2 separate regions of the Mus musculus genome follow, and region 1 is linked to region 2. The links are chromatin contacts, called in public HiChIP or PLAC-seq maps. All regions are on one chromosome and are shown on one strand. Each heading gives the region's core, a stretch centred on a gene start, on an enhancer-like site or on the middle of the called end of the contact. The rest is flanking DNA. Distances are from core to core; before and after follow the strand shown. Region 1 has its middle 30 kb from the start of 1700018B08Rik. Region 2 has its middle 36 kb from the start of Gm33823.

Region 1 (5,113 bases), core at 2,157-4,656, 210 kb before region 2:
CATCCATCCATCCATCCATCCATCCATCCATTGTCCATTTATCCATCCATCTATCATCCATCCATCCATCCATCCATCCATCATCCATCCATCCATCTCTCCATCATCCATCCATTAATTCACTTTGCTGGTGAAAGTGCTATTATAAAGGCAACATGGAAATTCATTACCCACTTGGTGAGGCAGCACACCCTTGAAATCCCAGCATCCTGAAGGCAGGGGAATCACTGGTCTGAGGCTTCAGTCAGGGTTGTTCTTAGTCTACACTGGGTGACTGGTACCTAGTGTCTCAGGGCTTTTAAAGGAGATGCTGAAGAAATTGTCCTCCGTGGAAGGCAGGCCTCAGATGATGGATCTCACCTTCCTCCTGGGGACTCACCTTTCACGTGTCTTTGCCTTCCTGTGTGGGGGGCAGTGGGAGAGAAACTGGGAAGCTTCAGATCCACAAAATGCAGCCAGGCCAGGGACTGATCCACGTCTATGTGGGCTGAGAAGTTGTTGAGCAGATTAGTGGGCTGTGGGGGAGGAATGGAATAAGGACCATCCCCCATGGTGGCTTCTGACCTCCCCCTGCTACTCTCCATCCTATTGGCTTCCCATTGCCTCCTTGGTCACAGATGCTCCTCTGAGCCAGGACCCATAATCTCAAGCAAAGCAGGAAAATGGATAATTCCATCAGCTGATACGTATTTAAATATTCCATGGGCACTTTGGGGTGCTCCTTGAGGGGGATTTGAGCATAAGATCTAAGACTCTTGCAGTCAGTGTGATGTCAAGGGTGACTAAAGATTGTTTCCTGGCAGTCTCACCAGCTGAGTTGCTCAGGGTCTTGCCAAGGTCAGATCCAGAGGTGAAAATACTCGTATAGGCTAAATGTGCAGTGCAGATATGGGACCATGAGACCACTCTGCAGCGCTGGCTGTATGTGGCCCTTGATTCTTTTTTTTTTTTTAAATAAAAAAAAGGTAAGTTTATTTTTCCTGACTTCTTTTTGCCAGATAAACTCTGCCTCAGTGGCTGGGAGGGGACTGCCCTGTAGAGGGAGACTGGCTGAGGGTTGTTGCACAGATGAAGACTTACAGTTGCAAAGCCAACTGTTGGGTTACTAACTTCCTGAGAGTCCCACAAGGGAAATTGCCCCCTGCATCTTTAGTCCCTGCATCTTTGGTCCCTGTATGTTTGGCTCCTGCATCTTTGGTCCCTGCATGTTTGGCTCCTTCATGTTTTGCCCCTCCATCTTTGGTCCCTGCATCTTTGGCCCCTGTATCTTTGGTCTCTGCATCTTTGGCCCCTGAATCTTTGGTCCCTGCATCTTTGGGGTCTCATGTGAGAAATGAACTAATGAGCCTGGGAAGTCCCCTGTTCATTCTGGCACTGACTAGAAGTCAGGAGCAGGCTAGACCTGCACAGTGGCCTTGTGTGTCCTCTTCAGAGCCCTGCTGAGCAGACATTCAGATTTGGTCAAAGATGTTGGTAGAAGCCTCTTAACCCCCTGCTCAGGGCTCATCACAAATCTACCGGCACCGAAAGTTACCAGATGCCAGTCCTGTGTTAGTGTTGATGGGTCAATGGCAGTTTCCTGTGTGAAAACCAACAGCTTAGTCTCACGGTGTGGCAGTCTGTTTTGAGCATGGTGACTCTCCACACGCAGGGTAAAGACTTATCTACACCCAGTTCCTGCCTCTGGCCTTTGGATATTGTTGCTGACATGACACTCTGAATCGTTCACCCCTCTCTCCTCTTACTTTTTAAACTATTTCCTATCAGCACCCACAATCCTTTGCTTCTAGTTCTGCTCTAGGCATTGTGTGTATGGTGTATGTGTATGTGTGTATGCGGGTATATGTGCATGTACACATGTAGGTAGAGGACAGAGGAGGATGCCACGTGCGTGTCTTTACCTCTCTCAACAACAATTTATTTATCTCTTTATTTTTCACTCACTTATTTTTATTTTGTGTGCATATGTCTGCACATGGTAGAGGCCAGAGAACAATCTGTGGGAGTTGGTTCTTCTACCATTTGGATCCCAAGGGTCAAACTCAAGTTTTGAGGTTTGGAGGCAAGGGCTTTTACTGATGAGCACTCTCTCCTCCTCCTCCTCCTCCTCCTCCTCCTCCTCCTCCTCTTTCTTCTTCTTCCTTTCTTAAAAATACATTTATTTTTATTTCTGTGAAGATCTGTTTTGCCTGAATATATGTCTGTGCACCATGTCTATTCCTGTTGCCCAGAGGCTAGAAGAGGGACTCAGATTCTCTGGAGCTAGAGTTAGAAATGGGTGTAAACTGTCATGTGGGTGCTGGGAATTGAAGCTGGGCCTCAGAAGAGCAGAAGTGCTCTCAACCAATGAGCCATCTCCTCAGCTCCCTTTTGGCATCTTTTAAAGATTGTATCAGATAGCCCAGGCTGGCCCTGGCCAGGGCTCAGGAAGAGTGTTCCTTGTAACTCACCATGGTATGTGCACGCAGTCTCACTAGGACCCTGGGTTGATTCTGCATCTGTCTCCGGTACCAGGCCTCGTACCTGCAGCGAGCTGAAGATGTTCCTCAGTTTCCTGGGAACAGTGAGATGGGCTGAGGTGAAGGAAGCTTGGGTGAGGGATACAAGCTGAGGATGGCTCTGTCCCACAGGGTGGAGCCAATTTCTGTTCGTTTCCCTAACTATAGGGTAAGAGAAGAGTCACACATGTCCAGGGGCCAGGGGGAAGGTCTGAGTATCCACTGGAGGTTGGGGAACGGCTCAGGGTCTGGGCACTTGAGGAGCAAACCCTCTGATTCTATCCCATAGCAAGACCCCTGGATCTCTGCCCCCAAACCTCCCCTCAGTTCCCCTACCTGTTCTACACCCCAAGGGCTACTCTGATGTCCCTTGTGCTCCATGCCCCCCTCATGAGAGTATGCTCCTAGTAGCTGAGTCCTAGCTCGCACACTCCCAGTCTGCCTGCTTCACAGGGAGTTGAGCATACTGACATACAGCTAACATTATACAATGACACAGGGACATTCCAACACCATGTGTAGCCATTTACCCCTCTTCCTGTCACAGAAACATCTCAGTCCTTGGCTATCACTACTCTGCTTTCTCTGGGCTCGTCTGTTCTGAGCGTTGTGTATCATTCAAGACATGACCTTCTGTGTCTGGCTTCTTCCTTCAGGGTCATGCTTCACTCGCATGGCAGTGTGTGCCAGCACTGCCAGCCAAACGCTCTCACCCTCTCCTGTATACTCTGTCCTAGTATACAACTATACTGAATACTGTGTACTCTATACCTAGTATAGAGCTAGGGCAACGCTAGTTAGTAGCTCTGGTCTCCAGGCCAGCAGCAGGGGTTTTCTGTAATCTGGTCACATTAGGCTAGACGTTGCTGTCCTGCACCTGATCGCCAGAAGGTGGCGCTGTCTCCCGCTTTATGGACACAGGTGTAGGACTCAGACTACTGAAAGGTAAAATGAAGTAACGGGGCTTTAGGCCAACGGAAGGAAAAAAATCATAATAAAAAAATAGAAATGGGTTCAGGTCTCTGCCCGGGACGGTGGGACGGTGCACTAAGTTCTGAGGCCCGTTTGTTTTAGAAGAGATTTTTGCTCAGCATTGGTTGGGTACCTGTGGGAAGGCTCAGACCAGCTTGAGTCCCTCACCCGGGCTTCCTGTCCCTCAGAGGTACTGAAGCACATCACTGAGCACAGCGCAGGCACACGGCCTGGCACCCGAGCTTCAGACACGCACCGGTTTCCTACCCCCAAAGGCAGATACAGGCGTCTGGGCAGCGCAGACACAGGTATACATACATGCTCCGTGGCTGGAGGTTTCATGGGGGCTGCAGACAGGTGTGTGAATAGCATCTGCAGCTCTGACACACCTGGGGTACTCAGGCTGGACCTTCCTTGAGGATCTGAGGGGAGGGGGCATCATGGCTGTTTTTCATGGTTCCCTCCAGGTCTGGACAGAGAAGCCCGTTAGAAGATGTCACACAAGGGCAAATAGGAGCCTTTCCTTGTGTCTGGAAAAGGTATGGTAAGCTGAGGGACAGCCCAGGCAAAGGTAGAGAGGAGGAGAGACCCAGCCAGGGGCCAGAGAAGGGCCATTTGGAGGAAGAGAGGCTGTGGACACCTTTGACTTCTGGCTGTGTTTTTCAGAGTGACTTCTCACCAGAGTGGAGGGTACCTGTCCAGCAAGGACTGAGTGCGTAGCTCCAGACACTCTGCATCCAGGGCATCCCTGTGGTTTCCTGTTTAAGAGGTCAGGTCTGGGAGCAGTCATCCTGTTCAGGGGACCCCTGGCTGCTTAGGCCTCCTTGGGGATCACTCCTGACTTGATTTCCCCTACCTCTGCCCAAGGCTAGGTCTGTGGAATCTCCAGGGCTGTATCTGGAGGGCTGGGTGGATCATTCTGGAAGCTGCTGGCTAATCTCTGTAAATTAGTACAGGGGGCTCAGGACCCCTGTAGCTTCTGTCTTCCTTGGCTTCTTCTGGATGGTCAGCTACAGTGGTGACTACTGTCCTGGGAGGCGGGGGACGGGGGTGGGCTTTGGATCTAGCTCTGAACTCACATCCACACATCCACGTGTACACAGACCGGCACACACACATGTGCACATATATGCACACACATGCAGATATGTATGTCTGGGTCTTCAGACTGCTATTTGGCTTTCTATTGGGAGGTTGATGTCAGCTGTAGCTAGGGTGGATTTACCAGGGACAGTACCAGACTGTAGGGGCAGCACGGGGTGTGGGGTAGGAGGCAGCGGGGCAGGAGTGTCTCCAGGTGAGGCACAGGCAAACTGTCCCTGAGCAGGACCCCAGCTCTGGCAGTCAGGAGGAGGTGGAACCTGGAAGAGCTTGCAGGTTTAGTCAACACCCGGAAGTCGTTAAAGTGAAAGGGACCCGGCAGCCCTTCCCTGAGCAGCCCTGCTAAGCACCTCACAGTGTGGCTTTTGTTCAGGGGTCTAGAGTGTAAAATCAGAGTGGCAGGCCCACGCTGCTCACATAGACCATTTCCTGGCTTGCCTCAGCTATGGCCACTCAAGTGACAGTCTGTAATCCCAAATGTCCCCTCCCCTGGCTGCACCTCAAGTTCACAGCAAGAGGCCCCCATCCCCAGCCAATCTCCC
Region 2 (5,882 bases), core at 1,333-3,832:
ACAGAGCTGTGAGCGTCCGCAAGGAGCTGTCCTAGGCTCTGTGCATTGCGCTGCTGGCTGCAAGTGATGATGACAATTGTGTCCATGGGAGCTCACCCTGATCTATCTTAACCACACATGCTCCTGTTGGCAGTGAGGGTCCCCGTAGAGCAGCCTGGACTTGGTGGCCCCTTTGAGTTGGGACTATGAGCTTCCTTTTTTGTGTGTTTGTGTGTATGACTGTTAAAAGAGATATGAGCGCTCCACACTATTTGCTAGAAGGTAGTGTTTTCACACACACAAGCTCGGGTGGAAACTCTTAGTACCCAGGATCACTTGAGAAGGCTGGAATTCATATGCATAATTCAGGGAATGTTTTGGAGACTAAGTTGATTTCTTGTTCCTTTGGCCCCAGGCGTCCTTTTGTTGGCTTACGGCAATTCTGGAATTTTGTTACACTTATTAATATGTATGACCCGTGCACCTGGCTAACGCCTTTGGAGCTGGCAGCCATGGCTTCACGTGCTCCGCACCTCCTGACAGACACGTGGTGAAGATTTGTTGAAAGACTTAATAAGGAGCGAGTGAGTGACTGGAGGCTCTCTCAGGGAGACCAGCTTCCAAGGACCTGTTTCCTCATCTGGAACATGGGTTTACTGTGACGGCCGGAGGAGAGGGGGCAAGGGGGGGCACTGAAACATCTTCCTAGGAGACTCATAGCGAGAACTCAGTAACGGTTCATACAATGAAGGTGGTGATGACAGTGATGGCGGTCGTGATGTAATGGTGGTGATGTCATGATGGTGATGCTGATGGTGGTAATGTAATGATGGTGATGTTGGTGATGTAATGATGGTGATGATGCTGCTGCTGGTATGATGTAATGAGGGTAATGTAATGATGCTGAAGCTGATGGTGGTGGTGTAATGATGGTGATACTGACTCTGGTGATGGGATGAGGATGATGCTGATGACTATAATGGTGGTGATGTAATGATGGTGATGCTGATGCTGACTGTGGTGATGTAATGATGATGTGATGACGGTGATGCTGATTCTGGTGATGTAATGATGGTGATGTAATGATGCTGATGTTGACTGTGGTGATGAAGACGGTGGTGATAGTGATGGTGACAATGATGGCAATAGCGATGACAAGGGTGATGGCTATTGTGGCTACAGTGACAGTGTTGTGGTGGAGCTTCTGCTGCTGCTGCTGATGTTAGCTGTAGTGGTGAAAGCGATATAGACAGACAACGGGAAAGAAACTGAGGCAAAAGAATTCACTTTGTCCGTTTACTTTGCTTACTGACAAGCCAGAGCTCCAGTTGCAATCTGATTTCCAGCCCTGACTTCAGGGCATTTTTAACTAGAAGCAAAAGACAGATGAGGGAGCCCAGACCCCTGCTGTGGAACTCCGTGTGAACTCACCCTAGTGGGCTGGGGTCAAACTCTGGGCAGTGGATTGGCTCATTAAACAAATGACCTAATTTAGTGCTTAAGACACTTGAAATTTACTGTACTAATTTGTCAAGTCGTCCAGAACAGCCCAGCCACCAATGGAGATCCCAGTTGGTTTTAGTGGAATTATGGGCAAAATTCAGATCGTCGACTTAGGGAAAGGTTAAGTTGAAGCAGAAGTGAGAATCCTGTCTGCAGAGGGCTGGAGAGACTTTTATGGGCTCGGATAAATCTTCCGGCCAAACTTTCATCTTCTCCTTTCCATTTTTAGCACCTCTCAGGGAGAATGGTTTATGGAACTGGAGAACAGGAAGCAGGAAGTAGGAAACAGGAAGTGGGAAGGTTCTATTCTGGATGTGGTCAGGATAAGGTGGTATCCTTGGTGAGGGTCTGCGAGGAGGAGATTGTTCTGGTCAGTGGCCATGAGCAGGGGCTGGGGTTCACCAGAGGACGTTTGTCATTGTAAATGGTCACTCAGCATCAAAGTGTAACCGCAGACGTCGAAAAAAAGGTCACGCAGTGTGCAGTCACCACAGAAGTGCCTTCTCTTCCTCGTATCTGACAGTCTGACCCTCGGCTATGGGGCCTTTTCCTCTCACCGAGGTGATGCCGAGCCTCCTGCTGCAGAGCAATCGGAGAGAAGCCTGTCTGGATGTGTTTATTCCACTTTCCAAGAACCACAGAGGGAGCGATTACCGCAGGCTGCTTTCTCGGGGCTCCCTCAACCCCATCATCTGGACAGCTGTCTGTTTACACAGCAAGGGCTGCACAGTTCCCCCATTTAAAGACCCATCTGGTCCTTCCATCAGCCTAAGCCGTAACCTGGAGGAGTGAACGCAGGCACTGGGGAAGGGCGTGGGGGCGGGGAGGGCATGGGCGGGGACAGAGACTGCGAGGAGGAGCATGTTTATCCCCGCATCTGCATTAATGCTTCCTAGAGTTTATTTTCAAAGTGTAAGATGGAACAATACCTCGCAGGCTGTCAAACCCAAACACGGGCTGGTTTAACTTGGGGCTACGGTCCTTCCAGTATTTTTCTCCTGGTTTGAAGGATCCACTTGAGAGAGGGGGGAGGTAGGGAAGGCAGGGCAGGGAGGGGGCCGGGGAGCTGCTCTGAACCCTCCTTGGGGTCTGGCCTGCCCCTGCGGGCCACTGCTGCTTGTCATATGGAATGGATTAGGCCTCCTCTCTCACACTGTCAACTTGGGTGTTCCGCACGCAGGCAGGCTGTTTTTGCTGGGGTCTCAGTTTTGCATTTTATAACGGCAGGAAGTGCCCCCTCTCCGACCACATGTGAGATCGTGTGGGAACAGCGGAGGGGGCAGGGCTGAGGGGTGAGCTGGGTGTGGGATCTGAACAATCTCCCTCAAGGAGCTGGCCCGTGTGGGTGGAAGCGGGAGGGAGATACGTACTGGCCAATTTAACTTTATGGAGTCTGGTTGGCAGGAGATGGGGGGAGCTTCCTTGATGAAACGGGCCTGTCCCTAATAGAACTGCCCCTCATGTTTTACGGTCCCACGCGGGGCCCGGGGAGGGACCGATGGAGCATGAGGGATCACAGCTGCTGTTTAATTTGTTCTGAATTTCCTGCAGGCCTCACCAGACATGTACAGGAAATGGGCGGTAAATGTTTAATAGGTCATACCTAACCCGGCCATTAACAGGTGCTGCGGCTTAGAAAGCCCCAACCCGTGTGTGCACCGCGCCCCCTCTGCCTGCCCCCTCTTCTGTTTTGTACTGCAGCCCGGTGTGGGGTTGTGGTCCAGCACACCCCCAACCCAGAGACTACCTAGAATAAAGCTTAAGAGGGGCTTAGGACAGCACCACGGGGAGTCTGGGTGTCAATCGTTGCCAGCCTTGGCTGGCTGTATTCCTGTGGTCATCTCACCTCCTTCTGTGGACTGAGTCCCGTATTCAAACAGCACATGGGCTTGGGATCTGCTCCGGGCTGCAAGCTTCACGAGGAGGAATTTCTGTGCCAGTTCACTCTCTCAGCAGGTGACAGGCAAGAAAGGAAACCAGGACCCTCAGGAGAGTCAGGAGGCCACCAAGGCTAAGGGAAAGAAAGGAGCTTGTATGTGCTGAGTCTGGGTGGGTTTGGTGTCCCCAGAGCCCCGAGCTCTCCCTCCTCACACTCTTAACACACTCTGGGCACGACATTAGCTTCGTGCCGTTCCCCAGGGAGGACATCTGGGGAAGCTGGAGCACTACCAGGCCTGGACTGGGTCTTGGGCTCCAGCACAAGTCTGTGAGGGAGCTGGGATCTGAACTTGGGATTCTGAGGACAGAGCCAACCTGTGTCTGACAGGTTTACCCAAGCTGAAAGATAAGGTAACTAAATAGAGACACAGGGAACTTGACCACCCTCCCCCATCAAAAGATGTCACCTGCCACTTCTGCCACAGGCCTGTTAAGATGATGGAATAGCTTCTTCTCAACTTGTGTGTGGAAATTTTTTTCTTATAAAATTACTATTACTGTTCTCTCTCCCTTCCTCCTTCCGTGTGTGTGTGTGTGTGTGTGTGTGTGTGTGTGTGTGTGTGTGTTATAATCAATTGCCACTTCTCCAGAGCTATCCATCTTGTCTTTTGAGACAGGGTCTCCCATTGGACTGGACCTCACCAATTAGGCTCTCCTGCCTACCAGAGAGCTCCAGGAGTCTGCCTGTCTCCCTAGTGCTGGAATTGCAACTGAATGCTGTAATACCCACCTTTTTTTTTAAAACAGAGGTTTTGGGGATCAAACCCAACTAGCTTCTTGCACAAGATCAGAGCTTTACTGACCGTTCACGGCCCCACCTCCTGCACCATCTTGCAGGCTGAGTTTTTAATCACCATGCAGAGGCCACTTTTAGTTGCCACTCGCTTGTGAAAGAACTCCAAAATGAGCCTGGGCTCCAATCCCATGCTCTTTCTAATCCCCAGACATGAGTCTCGGGGAACGGACATTGATGGTCTCCACAGCCAGGGCAGACCACATAGGTTCTCACATGACCTGGCTACACACTTCCATGTCGCCTCTGTGGGTCTCAGACAGTGCCTGTTGTACATTTGACGAGGGAGCGGAAGAGAGGAGTTTGAAGACTCCTGGCACAAGATTGGCGTAGAGATTTACATGCAGAAATCATCCTGGCTCAGGCAGCTCGATGCCAAGAGCTGAGATTTGTTACATGGTTCCACTCACATTTGAATAATTGGAATAATATTAATAACGAATTAAAATTCAGGCTGGAAGTGGGCGTGGTGGAAGAATCTTGCTAACCCAGTACTGAGTGGCTTGGGTTTTCGTCTGTTTTCAAAGATAGCGCATGGGACCGAACTCAGGACCTCATAAGTACTGGGCAGGCACTCTGGCGCCGAGCCACACCACAGCCCACTTTTTGCTTTTTGTTTTGATGCAAAGTCAGACTGAACTTCCCAGGCTGATCTCGGACTCACTCTGCAACCCAGGCAGGTCTTAAAGTTTGCATTCCCCTGCCTCAGCCTCTGGGTACTGGGACAGCAGGCCTGTGCTAGCAGCGGAAAGGGGGATTTTTAATAAGAAAACCAGGACCAACCCAGGCAGGCCATGCAGACAGGCATGGCAGGCAGGAGTGCTCCCATAAGGAACATCCCTTGGGAGCACCCTGCTTGTTGGAGCTCTGATTTTACAGCCCACGGCTTTGCAGAAGCAAACACCCAAGTTCTTCCAGAAGCCGCACCCGGCTGGAGGATGGATGGAGTGTGTCCCGTGATGCTTCCAACTCCCCATCACCCAGCCCTGTCAACCTCATGCCAACAAATAAAATAAAATAAACATCATAACTAACAGCTATCAAGTGCCCCGAAGCTCTCTTCCTTTCTGATGTTACCTGCGTGAATTTTTAAGGCTGATAGAGTTCAAAGGAGGCCTTAAAAGCACCTCGCAAAGTCTAATAATCTATGATGGATGTGCAGGACTCAGCCAGCCAGTAAACCTTCTCTTGCACCGAGCATTTACAGTGACACATCTCAGGCACTCTCATTGCGCCCAGGGGCTTGTGTAAAACACTGCTCACTGGAAACAGCACAGGAAGAGTGTGTGAGACTGTGCAGGCCCCCTGCCCACCGTCGTCCCATCACGCTTTGAAACTGAGCTGCTGAGAGTGGTGGGAAGCCTACTGCTTCCATGAAAATAGGTACGTGGTTATCAAGGTGCACTGAGTTTAAACAAAAAGATGTCGCCTGTCACTTCCACCAGAGGGTGGCTTCTATGTCTTTGGCCGTGGGGACACAGGTACAGTGAGATTGTTAGGGGGTCAAGATTCCAAAACCGATGGTGTTGGCAGTGGTTGGCCCCCCAGAAATAATTTTTAATGGCGGTTCAACATTTAAAAGTGTGTGTTTTATTTTAAAACCCACATCACCAGCCTTTCTTGGTCCATCAAGAAATCCTGTTGAAGTTGGCCATTTGCAGAGGCCAAC

The links. HiChIP or PLAC-seq counts read pairs in DNA pulled down with a chosen protein or histone mark.
Region 1: a contact with region 2 is called in an H3K4me3 HiChIP or PLAC-seq map of embryonic limb bud, with 4 times the contacts expected there. The contact joins two enhancer-like sites. A contact is called at or near these places in 4 of 15 datasets of contacts at CTCF or cohesin (the NIH/3T3 cell line, large pre-B cells, pro-B cells and 1 more), 31 of 484 Hi-C or Micro-C datasets (B cells, the C2C12 cell line, Sertoli cells and 11 more), 7 of 115 datasets of contacts at active chromatin or transcription factors (T-cell acute lymphoblastic leukemia, craniofacial prominence, differentiating embryonic stem cells and 4 more) and 3 of 9 other capture datasets (embryonic stem cells, embryonic tail and embryonic trunk).

Annotation. Positions count from the first base shown.
Region 1 is chr8:121,511,899-121,517,011 of GRCm38.p6, reverse strand. No RefSeq gene overlaps it. Among named protein-coding and RNA genes, the nearest start is that of 1700018B08Rik, 30 kb to the left of the region's middle. Within about 2 kb of position 3,406, at least 13 of the 459 cell types and tissues checked have an H3K27ac peak or open chromatin away from gene starts, as enhancers often do. A contact at or near this core is called in embryonic limb bud, where this site is marked.
Region 2 is chr8:121,297,986-121,303,867 of GRCm38.p6, reverse strand. No RefSeq gene overlaps it. Among named protein-coding and RNA genes, the nearest start is that of Gm33823, 36 kb to the right of the region's middle. Within about 2 kb of position 2,582, at least 82 of the 459 cell types and tissues checked have an H3K27ac peak or open chromatin away from gene starts, as enhancers often do. A contact at or near this core is called in embryonic limb bud, where this site is marked.